Regions from separate parts of the Mus musculus genome. Here region 2 is linked to region 1. Evidence: chromatin contacts called from public Hi-C data. All regions are on one chromosome and are shown on one strand. Each heading gives the region's core, a stretch centred on a gene start, on an enhancer-like site or on the middle of the called end of the contact. The rest is flanking DNA. Distances are from core to core; before and after follow the strand shown.

What was found. Hi-C and Micro-C count contacts between places; a contact is called where the count stands out from the background.
Region 2: a contact with region 1 is called in a Hi-C map of the G1E-ER4 cell line, with 2.2 times the contacts expected there. The contact joins the enhancer-like site here to the promoter of Fam151b in region 1. A contact is called at or near these places in 8 of 39 promoter capture datasets (the C10 cell line, cranial neural crest, embryonic stem cells and 5 more), 1 of 15 datasets of contacts at CTCF or cohesin (large pre-B cells), 11 of 484 Hi-C or Micro-C datasets (the G1E-ER4 cell line, the N1E-115 cell line, Th1 cells and 7 more), 5 of 115 datasets of contacts at active chromatin or transcription factors (VIP interneurons, astrocytes, embryonic stem cells and 2 more) and 3 of 9 other capture datasets (adipose tissue, liver and macrophages).

What each region holds. Positions count from the first base shown.
Region 1 is chr13:92,482,400-92,486,203 of GRCm38.p6, forward strand. Fam151b (family with sequence similarity 151, member B) reads right to left here and starts at 1,632. Exons shown (of 6, transcript NM_001163627.1): 1 at 1,529-1,632. The coding sequence starts at 1,553. It overlaps Gm52060 (a long non-coding RNA gene), which reads left to right and starts at 1,674. Exons shown (of 3, transcript XR_003950692.1): 1 at 1,674-1,737; 2 at 2,546-2,620.
Region 2 is chr13:92,741,362-92,745,069 of GRCm38.p6, forward strand. No RefSeq gene overlaps it. Among named protein-coding and RNA genes, the nearest start is that of Gm41018, 36 kb to the left of the region's middle. Within about 2 kb of position 2,205, at least 14 of the 459 cell types and tissues checked have an H3K27ac peak or open chromatin away from gene starts, as enhancers often do. A contact at or near this core is called in the G1E-ER4 cell line and pre-megakaryocyte-erythroid progenitors, where this site is marked.

The DNA of each region.
Region 1 (3,804 bases), core at 382-2,881:
GTTATGTTGTTTCCTTTGCATAAGAAACATCTAAAGCACCAGCGCTTTTCTCTACACTTGTTCACTAAGGAAGGGCGCGCATCTTCCAAAGAGCCAGTGCCATTGTATTACAGTGTGGTATGGCTGTGTGAGCATGTGCATGAGGAGACCAGAGGACAGTCACAGATGTCATTCTTGTGTTTTGAGAGAGGGAGGCTTGCTAACCTGGAGCTTACCAAGAAGACAACTCTGAGTGGTGTGCTATCTCCTTCCATGGATCCATCTGTTCCCATCCCCCCCAGTGCCCTCCTGTACCAGGGTCCCTGGTTTTCACACAGGCTGTGTGGATGGAACTCTTGTCCTCATGCCTGCAAGGCAAGAAGCTTTGCAAATGAGCTCTTTCTCCAGCCCTGCCAATGTGATTTTGACACCTACCTCTCCCTCTTTTGTGGGCCTCGTGGGAAGAAATACCTAAGAAATTGATATTGAATTGATCTACTATGGGTTGGGAGGGGAAAAGTCTCACCTTACCCAATAAATATGCACCATAAACATTTACAGAAACTTTCTTAAAATTCACAGTACAAAACCAGAGGGAGGCCCCCAACCTTGAGAGAGTCCACTCTATTCCTTCTTTGACGTTTGATAAATATAAGAACAAATAAAAAGAGTGTGAAGTTGAAGAGAGGTTTGGTAAGATCTGGGGGAGAGGGAAAGATAAATTGATCAAAATACATTGTTTAAAATCTTCAAAGGTTTTATGCAAAATAAAGAAATATTTAATGTTTATGTGTGTGTTAAAAAGCAGAGACGGAGAGATGGCTCAGAGGTTAAGAGCACCAACTGCTCTTCAAATTTGAAGGTCCTGAGTTCAAATCCCAGCAACCACATGGTGGCTCACAACCATTCGTAATGAAATCTGATGCTCTCTTCTGGGGTGTCTGAAGACAGCTACAGTGTACTTACATTTAATAAATGAAAAATCTTAAAAAAAAATAAAATAAAGAAGGTAGAGGGCTGAAGAGATGGCCTAGCAGTTAAGGGCACTGACTGCTCTTCCAGGGGTCCTGAGGTCACTTCCCCAGCAACCACATGGTGGCTCTCAACCATCTGTAATGGAATCCGATGCCCTCTTGTGGCGTGTCTCAAGACAGCTGCAGTGTACTCATACAAATAAAACAAAACAAACAAACAAAAAGTGAAAGGTTAAAAAAAAAAGATAATGTGGTATGTATGTAAGACCTTTTTGGAAGGATCCACCCACGAATGTGTAGCAGAAATTTGAGGGGGAAATGGGCTAATGATTGGGAAGGACTAGAGACCTTACTGAACCATTTTGAACTTTTAATATCAAAAATGAATTTTCCTTTTGTATCTAAACAATCGATTTACCCTAAATTGTTTCTACCTTTGTCACACGGAGATACTCTTCGGCCTCAGTTAAATCAGCCACCACTTGAACACCCCGCAGACACTGGCATTTACAACTCAATAACAAAACAGGAAAAAGAGTAGGCGGTACCCTGCCCGCTGAACCCTCCACACTTACCCGGGCCCCCTGCACATGCTGCCATGGTGACAGACAGACGCAGCGATCTGCGCAGGTGCACAAGGTTGGCAGTCTCCTGGTTGTCTTCCTGGCGGAAGCCAGATGACCTGACCGGAACCTCTGCGCCAGTGATGTAAAAGGTGCGCATGCGCACTGGAACTGCTAGGCTTGGGGCAGGGAGAGAAGCGGGGATAGTGGGAAGAGAGGAGGTGGGTCGCGGGGAGAGGATTGCGGGGCACATTTCCCATAGTGCAGTGGTCCAGTTCTGGTGTGGAGCTACTCATTCTAGGGTACAGCGGGCTGCAAAGCTAGAATACATTACCTGACAGCACAAACGGAAGTGGTTCTCGCCCAACCCTTCAGAGAGTAAAATTTTTAAGTCACTCTGACTTGAGTGGCAATTTTGGCCTCAACCGGGTCTCCAAAGTCTCTGGATTTCCTCCAGCTCAGCCAGAAAATATAGCCCCATTGCTTTATGGTCTTTGGTTTTCTACCTGTATCTTCACATTTAAACTTACTTCTTTACAAACAGCATAAACCACACACCTCTCACCTCAAGAGTTTATTCCTGAACCAAGTATGAGTGATAATCGTTCTAGAACACGAAACCAGTTGCCCCAGACATATTGCATAGTTTAGTAGTGTTTTTCGCTGTTTAAGAAAGTTATATATCCTGGAAAATTTCAAATACTTTTGTGGAAACATCAGGCATGCAGTTTACAGCAAACTGAGTGCACGTTTCCGTTCCTATCCGACGGTTCTTGGGTTTCAGGCTGGTACTGTGTTAACACATTCCAAAAGTTTCACCTAGTCACAAGGACATGAGGTCAAGTAAGCAATGCAATTAAGGGAGCTAAACACAGCACAAGAAGATGCTGCTAGAGCTTCAACATTCCAACACCCTCACCCTGGAAGTTCTAACCACCAGCCTTGTTAGTAATGAAATTGCTATTATCAAAGTACTCCTACGAATACAGGCAAGATTTCTAATGGATTTTTGTTCCTTTCTGCAATTAGGATGCTTTTTACCAATCGCGGAGTAAAAAACGTTCAGACAGAAGCAATGGAACCTACTTACACTCCATAACCCAGGTAATTAATATAGTATGACTACACAATGCTACACTGTAAGTAAGAAATGTCACTATGAACACGGTGTGGATGACCCTGGAAAAGTTAAAAACTATGAGTCGTTGCGTATGTAAAGGAAATCACTGTCAGGTAGGCAGCTGTGCCCTGTGCTCACTGCAATGTTAACTCCTAAAAGCAAGACACAAAACCAACCTAAGATCCACCAGTAGATGAATAGATAAAATGTAGCAAGGCCCATCATGAAGTTCAGGGTTCATATAGGAGACCCTGTTATTTGCAACAAGGATGAACTGTCAGATGTTGGGTGAAGGAGGACAGGCCCAGGAAGACCAAGGCTGCATGATTTCACTTCTATCACTGACCTAAGAATGCTGACCTGGACAAAAACTGATGATGGTGGTTGCTGGTGCTGAAGGGCAGAGTTGGCAGAGGAAAGGGAGATAGTGGGGCGATGTAAGATGTCAGGACACATTTCAGGTGGGAGAAACAGATTCAAGTGTTCTCTCACACAGCACAATAATTACAGCAATTCCAATGTCTTGTGCACTTTAAGAAACAGAGAGGAATAAGATCACTGCTGCTACTACCTCCAATTCATGGGATGGCACACACGATAAAGATGACTACCTGTTGAAGATATGTGGTGGAAGAACAGGGTAGATCCGTGCAGGTGGGATCTGCACAGCATTTAGGATTATAAAGGTCCTACTGCTTCTGTCTGGACATTTTTTACTCAGCCATTGGTAAAAAGCATCTTAATTGCAGAAAGGAACAAAAAATTAACACGCTAAATTTTCATGTTTCTTTTTGCTGAACTGTACACACAAGTCAAACATTTCAAAGCCACTCAACAAAATATCAAACCTAGAATAAGTAAGCAGTTTCTGTTTTATTTCAAGAAAGTCTTTTATCACTTGAATCATATCAAAATTATTCTATTAAACTTCTAGGGGCTGGAGAGATGGCTCAGTGGTTAAGAGCACTGGCTGCTTGTTCTTCCAGAGGTCCTGAGTTCAATTCCCAGCAACCACATAGCGGCTCACAACCATGTAATGGGATCAGATGGCCTCTTCTGGTGTGTCTGAAGATGGCTACTGTGTATTCATATAAATGAAATAAATCTTTAAAAAAAAGAAAGAAAGAAACTTCCATGAAACAACACAGAAACCTAGGTTGTCAGGAAC
Region 2 (3,708 bases), core at 955-3,454, 260 kb after region 1:
ATCAGACTTGTGTAAAAGCACTTTTGAGTGTTTGGTCATTTCACCAGGTTGTTCACAAACAGTTTACTGAGACAGGTGGGGGTGGGGAGTATCTGGAGCTGGACATGTCCCAGTCCTTGTCCTCCAGGGGCGTTCACAAGACTCCAGGATTGAGGGACTTTGGGGACATTCTATTCCTATGCAGCAGCCCAATGAATCTGTTGGGGAGGTGAGAGTGGATGGGAATGTATGGAAAGTAAACTGATCACCACAGAGCCATGGTGCTACACATGGTGCTACACACCTGCAATCCCAGCACTGAGACGTAAAGGAGGAGGGATTGTGAGTTCAAGGCTAGCCTGGGCAAGTTATACATGGTGTTACACACCTGCAATCCCAGCACTGAGACATAGAGGAGGAGGGATTGTGAGTTCAAGGTTAGCCTGGGCAAGTCCTTGATTACAAACAAACAGACAAACAAAACCAATCGGATTGAGAACTTTTTCATTAAAGTGCTCCTTCAGTATGCTTCTCCTAGACACCAGCTATCTGCTGCTTTCCACTCTGGTAAGCACTGTAAAATAAACAACGAATGAGCAGCTGTCTCGGAAAGAACCTCCAAAGGCAGTGACAGATGTTTGCACTTAGCCAGAAACCCTTCCTATGTGGACACATTCACTCTCAACAGCGGGTTCCTGCTGTATATGGGTTTAAATGTCCCAACCAGGGCTGGGTCTTGGAAGCTTATGCTGGCCTATGGCTCCTGTCTAGCTCCCACTTTCCTGGTCTGGTTGACATGATGGACTGGAACTACAAGCCAATGTCAGAATGCTTTTCTCCTGAAAGTCTCTCCCATCCATCTTGTCCCAGTGCTAAGAGAAGCTGCTGACACAACGGCATGTACATTCAACACCACATGTCCAAGTTAAAATTTACTGATGGAAGACTTGAAATAAATCCTGTGTCAGAAGTCACTAGATCAAAGCTGTGGCTTCTTAAGGTCCAGGGCCTTAGCTTCTCACCTGCGAAAGCACTCAGTGCAGGGGCTTCTTATGAGATCCCAGTGCACAGTGCAGACATCTTAAAACATACAAACAACCCAACAAAACAACAACAGACAGAACAAACAGCAGAAGCCTGGAGGCCCAGTTTTAAGAAACCAAACTTAGACTGAGTTGGAATCCAGCTTTTTTTTTTTTTTAAATCCAGCTTTATGAGTGTGTGTTGGGAAGCAAAGCACAGGCTCTTTGTTATAGTTTTATTTTAATTGTTATTACAAGCATCATGTAACTGCTCACACTTTTCTTTTAGCTCTCTTTTTACTATCAGCTACACGTATACCTGTGTGTCTGTATGGAGGTATTTGGTGTGAGTGTGGGTACCTGTGGAGGCCAGTACAGAGCATGGCATCACTTGAGGTTGGAGTTATAATTGGTTGTGGCCCTCAGGCTCAGGTACCTTAGATTGACCTCAGGTCCTGAGGTCATACAGGCACAAGGGCAGTATGTGCTCTTAACCATGGAGGCATCTCTCCAGCCCTACACACAGGCTTTCCTTAGCCAATATTCTACCATTCATTTGATTTCTGAGTGACTGATCGATTGATTAAGATAGGGTCTCTTGTATGCACTGTGGCTTCCGCCTTGTTATGTAGACGATAACCTTGCACCTCTGAGCCTCTCTGGAGTAGTGCAGTTGCAGATGTGTGCTGCTATGCCCAGTTTATGTGATGCAAGAGATCAAACCCAGATCGCAGTGCATGTTGGGTAAGCACTCTCCAACCTGATCTAAAGCCCAGCCTCTTGCACTTCCTCAATTTTTGTGCTTGTTGTTTTTTTATTTCTTGTAATGATAACATAAGTACCTGTGTGTGTGTGTGTGTGTGTGTGTGTGTGTGTGTGTGTGTGTGTGTCCTTCTGGAATGGTAGGTGTGCTTTGTAGGGCCCCCTCTCTATACCTGGATCTGAGACGGTCTGCTTCTGCCTCTACTGACTAGAGGTTGGTAGGAAGGGCCCTAGAGACACTTGGAGCGAAGGGTGTCTGTGGAGGCATCCCTGTCAGTCCCTGAGGCCCACTGAGCTGACTTGGTTACAGGCCAGTTTGATGGTGGCCTCCTGCCTGCTCCTCTCTGAGTACTGAGGAGCCCAGCTCTCAGCATGTCCTCTGTCCTCTCCCAGAGGGCCTCTGGTATCAGCCCTTACTGAGGCCTCCCTTCAGGAAGTTGGGTGGATCCAGAGGATGAGGCTTTATCTCCTGTGGCCCTCTGTGGCAGCGTTCTGTAGTTACAGGGTGTTCTTGTCGGGATCCGCTTTTCACCACTGTTCACTGGCAAGGCTTAGTGGAGCCATTGGGTAGATTTGCAGGCATAGCTGTGGGGAGCCGTCACCTCTGCTCTTAGAGTACAGGGTAACCCTTCCTATAGTCACACGGCCCCGTTAGAGGTTTCTGTCACCTCATGCTGCGTAGACATGAGATAGACAGGGCCACTTCAGACTCTCCTCTTCTGTCCCCAGTCCTTTCTCTCCTTCCTCTGCCTTCCCTCTACCTTTTGAGCAACAGGACCACCTTAAATGCCACTTTTAAAGTTACTTAGTTCTCACCTTGTCCCGCCTCTGGATCAGCCCCTTCTCTCTCTTTCTCTCATCTGTCTGCCTCTTGAGCAACTCCAGTTTCTTTCTTTGATGAGCCTGAGTTTTTCTTTTTCTTTTTTTTTTAAATTTTTTTAAATTAGGTATTTTTCTCATTTACATTTCCAATGCTATCCCGAAAGTCCCCCATAACCCCCCGCCACTCCCCTACCCACCCACTCCCCCTTTTTGGCCCTGGTGTTCCCCTGTACTGGGGCATATAAAGTTTGCAAGTCCAATGGGCCTCTCTTTCCAGTGGTGGCCGACTAGGCCATCTTTTGATACATATGCAGCTAGAGTCAAGAGCTCGGGGTACTGGTTAGTTCATATTGTTGTTCCACCTATAGAGTTGCAGGTCCCTTTAATTCCTTGGGTGCTTTCTCTAGCTCCTCCATTGGGGGCCCTGTGATCCATTCAATAGCTGACTGTGAGCATCCATCTCTGTGTTTGCTAGGCCCTGGCATAGTCTCACAAGAGACAGCTATATCTGGGTCCTTTCAGTAAAAACTTGCTAGTGTATGCAATGGTGTCAGTGTTTGGAAGCTGATTATGGGATGGATCCCTGGATATGGCAATCACTAGATGGTCCATCCTTTCGTCACAGCTCCAAATTTTGTCTCTGTAACTCCTTCCACGGGTGTTTTGTTCCCAATTCTAAGAAGAGGCAAAGTGTCCACACTTTGGTCTTCGTTCTTCTTGAATTTCATGCGTTTAGCAAATTGTATCTTATATCTTGGGTATACTAAGTTTCTGGGATAATATCCACTTATCAGTGAGTACATATTGTGTGAGTCCCTTTGTGATTGGGTTACCTCACTCAGGAAGATGCCCTCCAGGTCCATCCATTTGCCTAGGAATTTCATAAATTCATTCTTTTTAATAGCTGAGTAGTACTCCATTGTGTAAATGTACCACATTTTCTGTATCCATTCCTCTGTTGAGGGGCATCTGGGTTCTTTCCAGCTTCTGGCTATTATAAATAAGGCTGCTATGAACATAGTGGAGCATGTGTCCTTCTTACCGGTTGGGACATCTTCTGGATATATGCCCAGGAGAGGTATTGCGGGATCCTCCGGTAGTACTATGTTCAATTTTCTGAGGA